Linked DNA regions of Mus musculus: regions 1, 3 and 4 are each linked to region 2. A link is a contact called in public ChIA-PET and Hi-C data. All regions are on one chromosome and are shown on one strand. Each heading gives the region's core, a stretch centred on a gene start, on an enhancer-like site or on the middle of the called end of the contact. The rest is flanking DNA. Distances are from core to core; before and after follow the strand shown.

Evidence for each region. A called contact is a pair of places that touch in the nucleus more often than the background predicts. ChIA-PET counts read pairs in DNA pulled down with a chosen protein or histone mark.
Region 1: a Hi-C map of cortical neurons shows a contact between it and region 2, with 2.6 times the contacts expected there. The contact joins the enhancer-like site here to the promoter of Parp11 in region 2. A contact is called at or near these places in 6 of 39 promoter capture datasets (the C10 cell line, the HPC-7 cell line, cranial neural crest and 2 more), 2 of 484 Hi-C or Micro-C datasets (both in cortical neurons), 4 of 115 datasets of contacts at active chromatin or transcription factors (T-cell acute lymphoblastic leukemia, astrocytes, large pre-B cells and 1 more) and 1 of 9 other capture datasets (liver).
Region 3: a contact with region 2 is called in a Hi-C map of CD8 T cells, with 2.6 times the contacts expected there. The contact joins the enhancer-like site here to the promoter of Parp11 in region 2. A contact is called at or near these places in 10 of 39 promoter capture datasets (the 3T3-L1 cell line, the C10 cell line, the HPC-7 cell line and 6 more), 2 of 15 datasets of contacts at CTCF or cohesin (CD8 T cells and pro-B cells), 13 of 484 Hi-C or Micro-C datasets (B cells, CD4 T cells, CD8 T cells and 6 more), 10 of 115 datasets of contacts at active chromatin or transcription factors (the 230-238 cell line, CD8 T cells, the SCID.adh cell line and 6 more) and 3 of 9 other capture datasets (adipose tissue, liver and macrophages).
Region 4: an RNA polymerase II ChIA-PET map of memory CD8 T cells shows a contact between it and region 2, with 245 read pairs. The contact joins the enhancer-like site here to the promoter of Parp11 in region 2. A contact is called at or near these places in 24 of 39 promoter capture datasets (the 3T3-L1 cell line, 3T3-L1-derived adipocytes, the C10 cell line and 16 more), 4 of 15 datasets of contacts at CTCF or cohesin (CD8 T cells, embryonic stem cells, large pre-B cells and 1 more), 62 of 484 Hi-C or Micro-C datasets (B cells, the C10 cell line, CD4 T cells and 34 more), 18 of 115 datasets of contacts at active chromatin or transcription factors (the 230-238 cell line, astrocytes, bone marrow-derived dendritic cells and 11 more) and 4 of 9 other capture datasets (adipose tissue, embryonic stem cells, liver and 1 more).

Annotation. Positions count from the first base shown.
Region 1 is chr6:127,217,930-127,220,629 of GRCm38.p6, forward strand. No RefSeq gene overlaps it. Among named protein-coding and RNA genes, the nearest start is that of Ccnd2, 68 kb to the left of the region's middle. Within about 2 kb of position 1,277, at least 11 of the 459 cell types and tissues checked have an H3K27ac peak or open chromatin away from gene starts, as enhancers often do. A contact at or near this core is called in cortical neurons, where this site is marked.
Region 2 is chr6:127,452,279-127,454,978 of GRCm38.p6, forward strand. It overlaps Parp11 (poly (ADP-ribose) polymerase family, member 11), which reads left to right and starts at 1,349. Exons shown (of 9, transcript NM_181402.4): 1 at 1,349-1,544.
Region 3 is chr6:127,244,586-127,247,285 of GRCm38.p6, forward strand. No RefSeq gene overlaps it. Among named protein-coding and RNA genes, the nearest start is that of Gm38404, 62 kb to the right of the region's middle. Within about 2 kb of position 1,441, at least 150 of the 459 cell types and tissues checked have an H3K27ac peak or open chromatin away from gene starts, as enhancers often do. A contact at or near this core is called in the 230-238 cell line, B cells, CD8 T cells and 15 more, where this site is marked.
Region 4 is chr6:127,264,858-127,267,557 of GRCm38.p6, forward strand. No RefSeq gene overlaps it. Among named protein-coding and RNA genes, the nearest start is that of Gm38404, 42 kb to the right of the region's middle. Within about 2 kb of position 1,429, at least 175 of the 459 cell types and tissues checked have an H3K27ac peak or open chromatin away from gene starts, as enhancers often do. A contact at or near this core is called in the 230-238 cell line, B cells, CD8 T cells and 30 more, where this site is marked.

The sequences.
Region 1 (2,700 bases), core at 27-2,526, 230 kb before region 2:
GAGCTGGGCCTCCTTTGAGGGATCCCACTGCAGGGCAGGATGAATCCTGGGTGTCTCTCCTGGGGGCAGACGGTCTTATGGAAGGTCTCATCTGCTGGGGACTGTCCTGTTGGGCAGGTTGAAGACCCAAGAGTACTGGTATGAGTTATGAAACTTTTTATCAAGACTGTGACAAAACGCCCGACAGAATGACAGGGGACAAAAGGCCCATTTTGGTTTATGGCTCTGAAGATTTCAGTCCACTGTAGTGGAGCCAGAAAAGAAGCAGATGCTGATACAGGAAGCCAGGAGCCATAAGTCCCTAAGGCTCCATGCCAGGATGACTGATTTCCTCCAGCCATGTCCCACCTCCTAAAGGTTCCACAACATCCCACAAACAGCCGCTAGCTGGGACAAAGCGTTCAGACACCTGAACCTGTGGAGAGCATTTCACCTTTAAAGGACAGCAGCAGAAGCACAGGATTACATGACAGTGACAGTCCACCTTGTGTTCTGAAATAAAATCTCTTACTGGGATCTGGCTTCATGCATTAGACTAGGCTGTCCGGCAAGCTCCAGGGATTCTCCGGTCTCTGTTGTCCCAGCCCAGGGATCACAGACACCAGCCACAGCTTTTTATGTGGTGCTAGAGATTCGAACTCAGGTCCTCATGCCTGCACTTTACAGGCGGTTCTACCCATGGAGCCATCTCCTCAGCCACAGCAGGTCTGTGTTCCGAAACACTGGACAGCGATCGAGATGAAAGGGAGAAGCCCATACCTTTTAGAACTCAGGGCCTTGTTCCAAATCAGCATAAACTGTGGAGCCGATGGCACAGCTCAATGGTAGAATGTGTGTCTAGCAAGCGGAAGGTTGTAAATTCAAGCCCCAAACCTCTCCTACCCATCCCCCACCAAAAAGAAAAAAAGAAAGAAACAGAGAAAGGGGGGAAATTGAAAATCCACAGGCTAGCTGGAGCACAGGTGCGGGTCAGGAGGGACACCCGGCAGCAGCAACAGAAACGGGTCCTTCTGTTGTTCTGTAACATTCAGGATGGGTATGAACATTGCTGACATGGGGAAAAAAATCTCCAGGGTGTTGTTAAGTGGAAAATGTCAGTACCAAAGCAACTTGGAGGAGGAGATTCTCTTTATGTAAATAAAAAACAAGCACTAAAAATAGTCAGAGATGCACACATTTGAGAGAAAATGTTGAGAGCAGACGTCAGAGAGAAGGAGGGGGCCCCTGGGAGGGGATCAGCCTGGAAGTATCTGGGATGGGGCAGAGACTCTGGACCATTTCCCCCACATCTCATTCTCCCTCCTCCGAAAGCACTTACGATGAACACATGGTTCTATAATGTGAACATAATGAAAATGTGCTTGCTTTGTCATGAGACGTGAAATCCCTCTGGAGCCAAATTCTGGGCGTGGGAGAGTCGTGTGAGCGTTTGCCACATACTCGTTCTGAGCCTCAGTCTCCGCATCCCTGACCAAGGGATGATGGTATTTTATGCTCTATTATTGGACTGGGGTAATATTCAAAGAACGGAGATCTCTTGCCTGGGTGTTGGTAAAATACTCGGAATTGATGAGAGCAGACATTTTGCTGAATTCGGGTTTTACTGAGTACACATGGAAATGACTTACTTCGCAGGGATTCCTGTTGAGAAAGAATGAAAGTGAGCAACTCGGAAAGCACAGCAAAGACAACACTGTAGTGAGTGGGCGTAAGGGAATGACCACACCTCCCGTTTGTAGACCACACCTGCCTCTGCTTCCTTCTTGCAGAGATCCCTTTATTAAATGCATAAGAAGCAAAGGATGTGTATGTCTTGACCCCCAACACTTCAGAACATGACTCCATTTGCAAGTAGGGGGACTGTAGGTAGAATTAGCTGAGACCATTGCTGGTGTAGGGTTTTTGTTGTTTTTTTTAATATTTATTTATTTTATACATATGAATGTTTGCCTGCACATATGTCTGTGCACCACATTCTTGCCTGGGGCGCTCAGAGGCCAGAAATGGGCACTGGATTTCCTAGAAATGGAATTGGAGATGGTTGTGAACCATCTTGTAGGTGCTGGGAATTGAATCCCAGTCTCGTGAGAGAGCAGTATGTGATCCTAGCTGTTGAGCATCTTTCCAGCCCAGTGGTCTTAATGTAATACTATTGGTAGCTGGGAAAGAAGAAGAGAGGAAGAAGAGACAGACGCATAGGGCAGGGTGCTGTGCAGCTGGTGAGGGAGAGGAGAGCTCACTGAGGTGAGCAAGGTTGAGGATTCTCAGCAAATCACCAAAGACAGGAAGAAACAAGGATAGTGCATCCCTCCCTGAGAGGTTCAGGAGGATGTATCCCTGTCACACCTCCCTTTTGGACTTTTGGCTTTCAAAACTGGGAGGAAAGAGGTGTCTGTCTTTTGTGCGTATGTGTGTGTGTGTGTGTTGGGGGGCGATCATGCATACAAGTTTGTAGTATACGTGCACGTGTGTGTGTGTGTGTGTGTGTGTGTGTGTGTGTGTATCCATCTTAGTACTTTCTTTTTGTTATGCCTGCCTCTGCCTCCCAAATACTGGGATTAAACACCACCACACCTAGCCCATGAGTATGAATTTTTATTTTATGTGTGCAAGTAAGTCTTTTGCTTGCAGATGTGTGTTAGGATAAGCTGGGGGTAACTTTGCATGACTTGGTGGAGGGGGGCTAGTTATACAGTCAAA
Region 2 (2,700 bases), core at 99-2,598:
TGGAAGAGGTGTTTAGCATGTGTGAGGTTCTGGGTTCATATACCCAGCCCAGCCCGACTCCCGACACATGGCCTGAAATACAGGAAGAAGTGTGTTCTGGATGAGAACTCATTATTTTGAAAAAAACTGAAAAAGAAAATTAGGAGATATTTCTTATCAAAGAGCAAGTACATTAGGAATCTATACATTATAATAGCATGGCAAAGCATAGGAATAAGCAGAGGATTAGCAGATAAGAATATTCAGGAATATATGTATATATGCATATGCATGCAAATTTAGCAAATGTACTTCAAAGTAGTAAGAAAAAATAATTATGCTATGCAATAAGTATTTGGGCAACTGGTTAACCATTTGGCAACAATTTTTAGAATTTCTTATTGAACAGTATCATTTCTAAGAATTCGTTCCAAAGAGGTTAATGAATGTCTGAACAAAAATAGTGATTATAGTAATTTTTGTTACATAGTAACTTGTGTCTCTCACAGTAGATTATTTAAGATATGTGTGTAACATGTAAACTATGGAATGCTATAGTCTGAAGAAATAGATTCATACACATGGGAATGGAAAAATATATTAAAATGTAAAAAACAATCAGGTTCTGAATCTGTGGTCATTCTTTGACCTATTTTTAAAAATACACCTATAGTCTCACACTACTTCTTTGCCTTTAAGAATATTCTTCCATCGTACCTCTTTTGTGACCGGTGTAAGAACCTATTTGAGGCCTTAGCATTCAAGGCACTCAGGTAAACCTGCTTGGAAACCTCCATATTTGCCATGCTGTCTAAAATTTCACGTTTTTACATTCTTGCGTTTCCAAATTACTTTTTGCTTTCTTCTGTCGATTCTAAAATCCACGAGGACAGGGACAACATATTGGTCAGTGTTCACGTCCAAGCCCAGTGACACGTGGCCAATAGCTCCCTTTATTTATTTATTATTTTCTAGATTGCAAACACCTAAGCACCTGATTTCAGCAAGCTCATTTACACCCTCAGGTAGAACTATCATCACCTCCAATTCGAGGATGTTGCAAACAACAAAGAGGTTTGAAGCTTTAACCTTTAAGCCATTGGTCGAGTTGTGCTTCTCAGGCCTAGTACTTGGTTGGCCACTAAACTCGGTATAAGGTGATCTTTAATAAACGTAGGTTCTGCATGGAGGAAACGCAGCCTGCCACGCTTGACGATCACGTGGTGGGTATGATGGCCGGCTTCAAACAGCTTTACCACACAGGTAAAGGCGGCCCGCGACAGCACGCGCGGAAGTTCCAAGGGCGCCATAGAGGCGGAGCGAGTTTGCGGTGGGCGGGACCGCCACTGATTGGCTGGATCCAGGCGGAAGTCGGGAGGTTCGATGGTCCGAAGACGCCAGCTTGTGACGGGGAGGGGGAGAAGGAAGGCTTCCGTAAAGGGTGCCTTTCGGTCCTTTCGCTCCTGGGGACCCTCGGAAAAAGCCCACCATATCGACCCCACGGCTAGCCCCTCCCCCAGGCTCTCTCCGCTCGATTTCGCACCGTTATGTGGGAAGCGAATCCGGTGAGTAGCCGGCGGGACGGGGCGGGCCCAGTGGGCGGGGTTGCCTGAGAAGGGCGGGGAGGCGTTCCCGGGAACTCGCCCCCGCGGTGCCTCAGGCTGGGGGTTTGCGTTCCGGGGTCGTGGCTGTCCCGCTTCGCGGGGGCCTCCTGCGGGCCGTGGACTCGCAGCTTTGAGCCGTGGGAGCGTTCGGTGGCCGCTTCTACGCTGTTGCTTTCCTTTCCCGATTGTTGATTTTACTTCCGGGGGCTTCTCTGTCTTCGCTTTTTTCCCTCATTTTATATTTTGTATTCTGCTTTCCAGTTGAAGTTACTGGCTTTCGAACCTGCTAGTTCCTTTCGACCCCCGCACCCTCGTTGCTCCTTCTTTTTGGAGCTACAGAGCATGGAGGATCCTCTATATGAGTTTCAGGGGATGACGTTCTTAAATGTTTTCTTTCCGTGGTTAGAACAATGATCTGGAATCCTTTGTTTGCCTTCAGTAGGTCTTATGTCTGCAGGCATTTTTTTTTAATACTTGCTTTCATTCATTGGTTCGTTCGTTCATTCATTCGTTCGTTCATTCAAACTCCTACCCGCCATGAATGAGGATTCAGATCTATTTGTCAAGAGTATTCAGATCTTGTTATGGGAATGTAATAGTGAGAAAAATGTACGCTGAACTTAAAACTTCGGGGTCGATGGGCAGAATCGCATTTCAAGAAATTTGTGGACTTAGTTTGTGAAACTACCTCAGAAGCTGAGCTAACCATTAATTTGACTTCAATAACCCTCTAAGTCAATACTTGAAGTAACCCTTTTGCTTTCCCTCACAAAACCAGTAACCTACTTCCTACTTAAGTGTATTATCAGTTAAGTCTATCAGTAAATTTTCCCACGTCTGAAAGTTAGTACCTGATTAGAAATGAGCCCATGAATTGGGATTCAGTCCACATTGTAGTTCCATTCCATCCCATTCCATCATGACAGTTACCAGATAGTTTTGATTCATACACTAATACTGTCATCAGATCAGGGCAGAGGAAAGTATACGTTTGGATGTGATTTTAGCAAAATTGGGATAGCTGTTCATACATACACGCTGTTCACTGTTAACTATTAAGTGTCATCAGTATCCATCTCTTACATGTCAATATGGAGTTGGTTTTTACCAGCCGCCC
Region 3 (2,700 bases), core at 191-2,690, 210 kb before region 2:
CTGTCCAGGCACCCAGCTCCTGGATGGTACCTGTCAAAATTAATCACTTTGGTAAGAGGGGTCTAGTCCCCAGGATTCTGCTTGTTAAAGAAGCTGCAGTTCACTTTTCCTTGATATGTTTTTGACTCCTTTGACAAACATTGGGAGTCCACAGTTCTGCTGGCTTATTTCTGAATCCTCTACTGGGCTACATGATTGTTTCCATCCCAGAGACATGTTGCTTTGTTACAAAGGAGTTGTTCTTCCTGTGGAAGACTCTGTTGGTTATGTGGAGTCTTTTATGTTTCTGTGTGTACTTTAGGGTTGTTTTGACTAGTCCTGTAAAAAAAATGCCATTGGAATTTTGGTGGGGATTGTGTTGAATCTGTGGAATCCTTTGATTCCCAGCACCCATTGTGGCACACAACCACCTGTAACTATAGTACCAAGACACCTGATGACTCTTCTGGCCTTTGAACATTGCATGCATGTTATGCACAAACATACATGTAGGCAAAACATCAATATACATACAAAATGGAATCTCTCCCTCCCTCCCTCCCTCCCTCCCTCCCTCCCTCCCTCCCTCCCTCCCTCCCTCTCTCCCTTCCTTCTTTGAGACAAAGTCCCACTGTGTAGACCAGGCTCACCTTAAACTCACAGAGATACACAACACCTGCCTCTGCCTCCCTACTGCTGGGAGGCCTGTGCCACCATATCTGGCCACAGCTGTATTTTTGTTGACATTTGTTTCTCATGTGTGATGTTGGGTATGGAACATAGGGCCTCAAGCCTACTTCCACTGAGCCATCTCCCAGCTGTGGGAGTGTGTGTGTTCTGTTTGTTTGTTTAATGTATGTGAATACACTGTCATCCTCTGCAGACACACCAGAAGAGGGCATCAGATCCCATTACAGATGGTTGTGAGCCACCATGTGGTTGCTGGGAATCGAACTCAGGATCTCTAGGAGAGCAGTCAGGGCTCCAGACCATTTCCATGTTTTTTGTTTTGTTTTTATTATTATTATTATTATTACATATTTTCCTCAATTACATTTCCAATGCATTTCCATGTTTTTAACTTGAAGGGTAGTAAGCCGTTGTAGAATTGACATAATACACACTCAGATATTTAGCTATTGTTTATGTCTTGGATCAATTCTCCAAACAGAATAATTGTTTCTTATCTAATTAGTAGAGTCAGTCCTGTAAAAAGGAATGAATGTAGATTAGTCATAGGAGTGCCATCTCTTCCAGAAGTGCCTAGGGACTCCTGCCTGTGGCTTCTATGAGGCAGTGGAGGGTGGATGGGGTGTGGGGAGGGAACGTGCAAAGGTCTGTGGCACTGCACAGTGGGCCCCCCTCAACCCAGGCTTTATAAGGGTTCAGAGTTGGGCTGGGAAGGGTGAGGCTCTGAAGGAGCAGCCACGCCCCAGGCTTACTGGGGCAGAAGGTGCAGAAGTGGGCTGGCTTTCACTTTCAGTTTCCATTCCATCAAGACGAAACCAGTCAACAGTCAGATCTGTCCCTAACAGGATTTCTCACCCAGGCCTCCAGGAGGTAAACAGATGAACCTGCCTGAATGGGCTCAGTGAATCCAAGGATTGACACCAAACCTGGGTGAGCTTGGGCCCTTCTCCAAGACCCCCTATGCTATGAAAGCCAGTCTGAGTGGATCTATACAGCCCCAGCTGGGTCTTAGACACTGGCTGACTGCACTGTGTACCTGCTGATACTGGGTCTTTAGAGGTGACTGAGAGTTAGCTTGGTCTTGAAGGTTAGGGAAAGACCACCATGTGAGAGCGAGCAGGAATTCTCTGTTCCTGGCACTTTACCCCATAATTCTCATGGGATTCACCATGGCCCAAGTGCAAGATTGTCAGCTGGGATATCTATGGGTCACTTGTGAATCCTCAGGGTGACTCTGATCCACTGGTCTAGTGTCTCCAGAGCTTGGTGTCCTCTTATTTTGAACCCCCGTCTTCAATAACTCCTGTGTTTCTGTTTTTGTTTTTTTAAGAAGGCTTAGATCCTCTCATACCCTCCATGTTCCAGGTGGGCATTTTGTCTTGGTAGGCTTTTTATTTTTGTTTTATTTTTATTTTTTTAGAAAAAGAAATTTGAATTCAAAACAAAGAGCTAAATTTGCTCTGGGCTGGCCAAGGACTAAGTTGTAGAAACCTAAACTCAGGGCCAGGTGACCTCATTGCGCAACGGTAGCGTGTCTGACTCCAAACTCAGGGCCAGGGTGGTCAGCATGTCCCTCTGCCTGGGAAAAGTCCTGGTTTATGCCTGCTGTCTACATAATTAATGGCTGACCCTTTCACTCTAGAGAATCTTGGATGGGATAATAAATTATACGGCTCCCTATTCAGAGTCCCTAGCCATAGATCTGACCCCTTCACAGAGGTTAGTGAGGTGCTGACGGGGACAGACATGTGGACGGTGAGCCCACAGTGGGAGGGTCAAAGGAGACAGCCCAGATAGGATCTTTATGAAAGACTCCCTCTGCCTTTAGGACAATGCTGTAGACCATTGGTAGGCTCAAGAAGAAAACGGTAATGGCTGACTTCCATCCACAAAGCATCAGTTTCAGCAGGATTGAATGCTTGATACAACTTTCCCTAGGTATACAAGCACTCTCCACAGCCCACTCAGATAAGCCCGACCATAAGGCAGCCACCAGAGGCATCAGGTGGAATAGGTAGGACTCTCAACACA
Region 4 (2,700 bases), core at 179-2,678, 190 kb before region 2:
GTCCTCATGCTTGCACAAGAAGCATTACCAGCTGAGCCATTTCTCCAGATCGTCACAGTAGCTCTTGAAGTTGTCAGTACTACTTGAACAACACAAAAGATAGGAGTCTAGAAATCCCTGACATCTAAACGGCGTTGGGTCACCAGTGGACTGAAGATATTAGTACTCATAGCATCCCTTTCCACACTCCCTGAGAGGTTGTCATGAGTGAGAATTGTCATAAAGGCACAGGATCAACAAGACTGAGGTTTCTTGGGGTGTCAACAACAAAGAACGTTGGCTACAGGTGGGGAAAGTACCGTAGTGCCCTTCCACCTGCTATGCCCAAGAAGTGCCCTCAACGGTGGTGGCAGGTGCACCACCTCCAACGTTGCTGTGAAGTTAGGGATGCTCACTAAGCATTTCTTGACTGAGACCCAAGAGACAAGTATGGGAGTTTCACATCGCCCTCTCTCTGTTTCTCTCTCTCTCTCTCTCTCTCTCTCTCTCTCTCTCTCTCTCTCTCTCTCGCCCTTTCGAGGACTTTGGGGTCATCATGCTCTTACCCAAATGGCTGCAAGGTTCCAGTGATTCTGGGAGTAAGTGTGGCTGACTGGGTGCTTGGCTGCTCACGGTGGGCCTCCCAGAGCCTTGTATGGCCATGAACTTTTACCCAGAGAAAGCCCATGTTTAGCTTCAGAATGGTTCCCTGGGGTCAGCCTTTACCGTAGTTCACAGTCCAGCACCCCCTAGGGGTTAATTTTACCACTCTAAGCTAGGAGGGGCTGGAATAGAGGACCACAAGGAGAGGAAGAGAGAGAGAGAGAGAGAGAGAGAGAGAGAGAGAGAGAGAGAGAGAGAGAGAGAGAGAGAAGAAGAAGGAGAAGGAGAAGGAGAAGGAGAAGGAGAAGGAGAAGGAGAAGGAGAAGGAGAAGGAGAAGGAGAAGGAGAAGGAGAAGAGAAGAGAAGAGAAGAGAAAGACAGAGACACAGAGAGTGGAGAGACTGAAAGACAGACAGAGACAGACTCAGAGAAGGGAGAGCTCGCAGGCTTGGGGAAGTGGGATGCTGCTTTTTGCATGAATTTATCTTTTTTTTTTCTTTCGTTTTTTTGGCAAACCACAGACCAGCTACACATTTTTTGGCAGTTTCCTGAGGATAAGCTTCGTATTTTGAGACAGGAAAAAAAAAAAAAAAAGGAAGAGTGGGAGTCTGGGGAAGAAATGAGACAGAAAGTAGTTGTTCGCTCTCCCATGAGCAGACAACACACACACACACACACACACACACACACACACACACACACACACACACACACACACACACACGACTCCTGGCAATAAGGAAGTGAGACTAGATCTTTTTCATGAATGGGGCTCAGCTCAGTCTTGCTGAACTTCCGCTCTCCCATTCACCAGCATTCAAATTTCACCTTCTGACCATCCAAGACAGCTGGCTGCCGGCCCAGGCGCTGGGAGCTGTTTGAGATCATCCTCCTGCCCACAGGAAACTGGGCGCTAACAAGAACCTTCCTTCCTGCGCTGCCGAATCCAAAGTGACCGGGATGTTTCCGGAATACCGACCTGAGGGGCACTGGCCCCTGGACTCCCCGCGCCTCCCCCCCTCCCCAGCCCTTTTCCCCAGGACCTTGCTCATCTCTGAGGAAGCTCAGAAATTCCAGCGCTTCTGCAGGCGACTGTGAAGGACGCTGACTCTCTGGGTCCGTTAATGCCTGCCTTGCAATTAAGCCAGGGGAAATGACAGTCAACATTCTGGAGGGAACACCTCACGGCCCTTCCCATGGGGTGTTGGGGCAGTTCACTGTGCTGTGGCCTGCCAGTGTGCCCCTCCTGTTCATCAGGAGGTAGCAGAGGGTGCCTGGGTTCCTCGAAATTTCCCTGTGGAAATCATTCCAAGGGGTGCCTGTATGTCTATGTAGTGGGAAAGCAAGCTGGAGGGCTTTGTCTTATTTTGCTGGTCCGCAGTTTTCTGCTTGTTGAAGGGACAATCATAAAACACTCCCAGAGCGGAGTTACTGCAAACACTGAATGGCCCAAAGTGAAAGATTCGGTTTCTAAGGCAGAGTGATGCTGGCCGCCAGCAGAGCAGTTGCCACTATTGAGAGAGAATGATGGCTTCCAGCAGCGGTGGGTGTTATAGATTTGTGGCCAGTAGGGGGCGTGCTAGTTACCGTTCTGCTGCTATGACAAAATACCCCGACAAAAGCAATTTAAGGAAGGAAGGAAAGACTTTGGCTCACAGTTGCAGGGTGCAATCCATCAGGGCAGGGGAGTCGGAAGCTTGAGGCAACTGATCACATTGTACCGGCAGAGTCAGAGAGCAGGAAGCCAGATGAACGTTGTGTTTGGCTTGATATCTCCTTTTTATTCAGCCCAGGACCCAGGCCAGGGGACGGTGACACCCATATTCAGGGTGAGTCTTCCCACCTCAATCTAATGAAGAGAGTGGCTCACAGAGCATGAGGCTAGCCCAATCTAGGAAATCCCTCCCAGGTGTGCCTAGAGGCTTGCCTCCTCGGGGAATACAGAGTCTGTCAGGATGACAGTCCTCACAGGATGAAGACAGTGACAGGTAGGGCAGACATGACCCCTGACTTGGAAACAAAGGAAGAAGAAGAGACTGGTAGGGAGAGGTTTTTTTCTCCTTTCCCTGCCTTCTCTTCTGTAGCCCCTTGTAGTGGAAAATGAAAAGGCCACCAGGT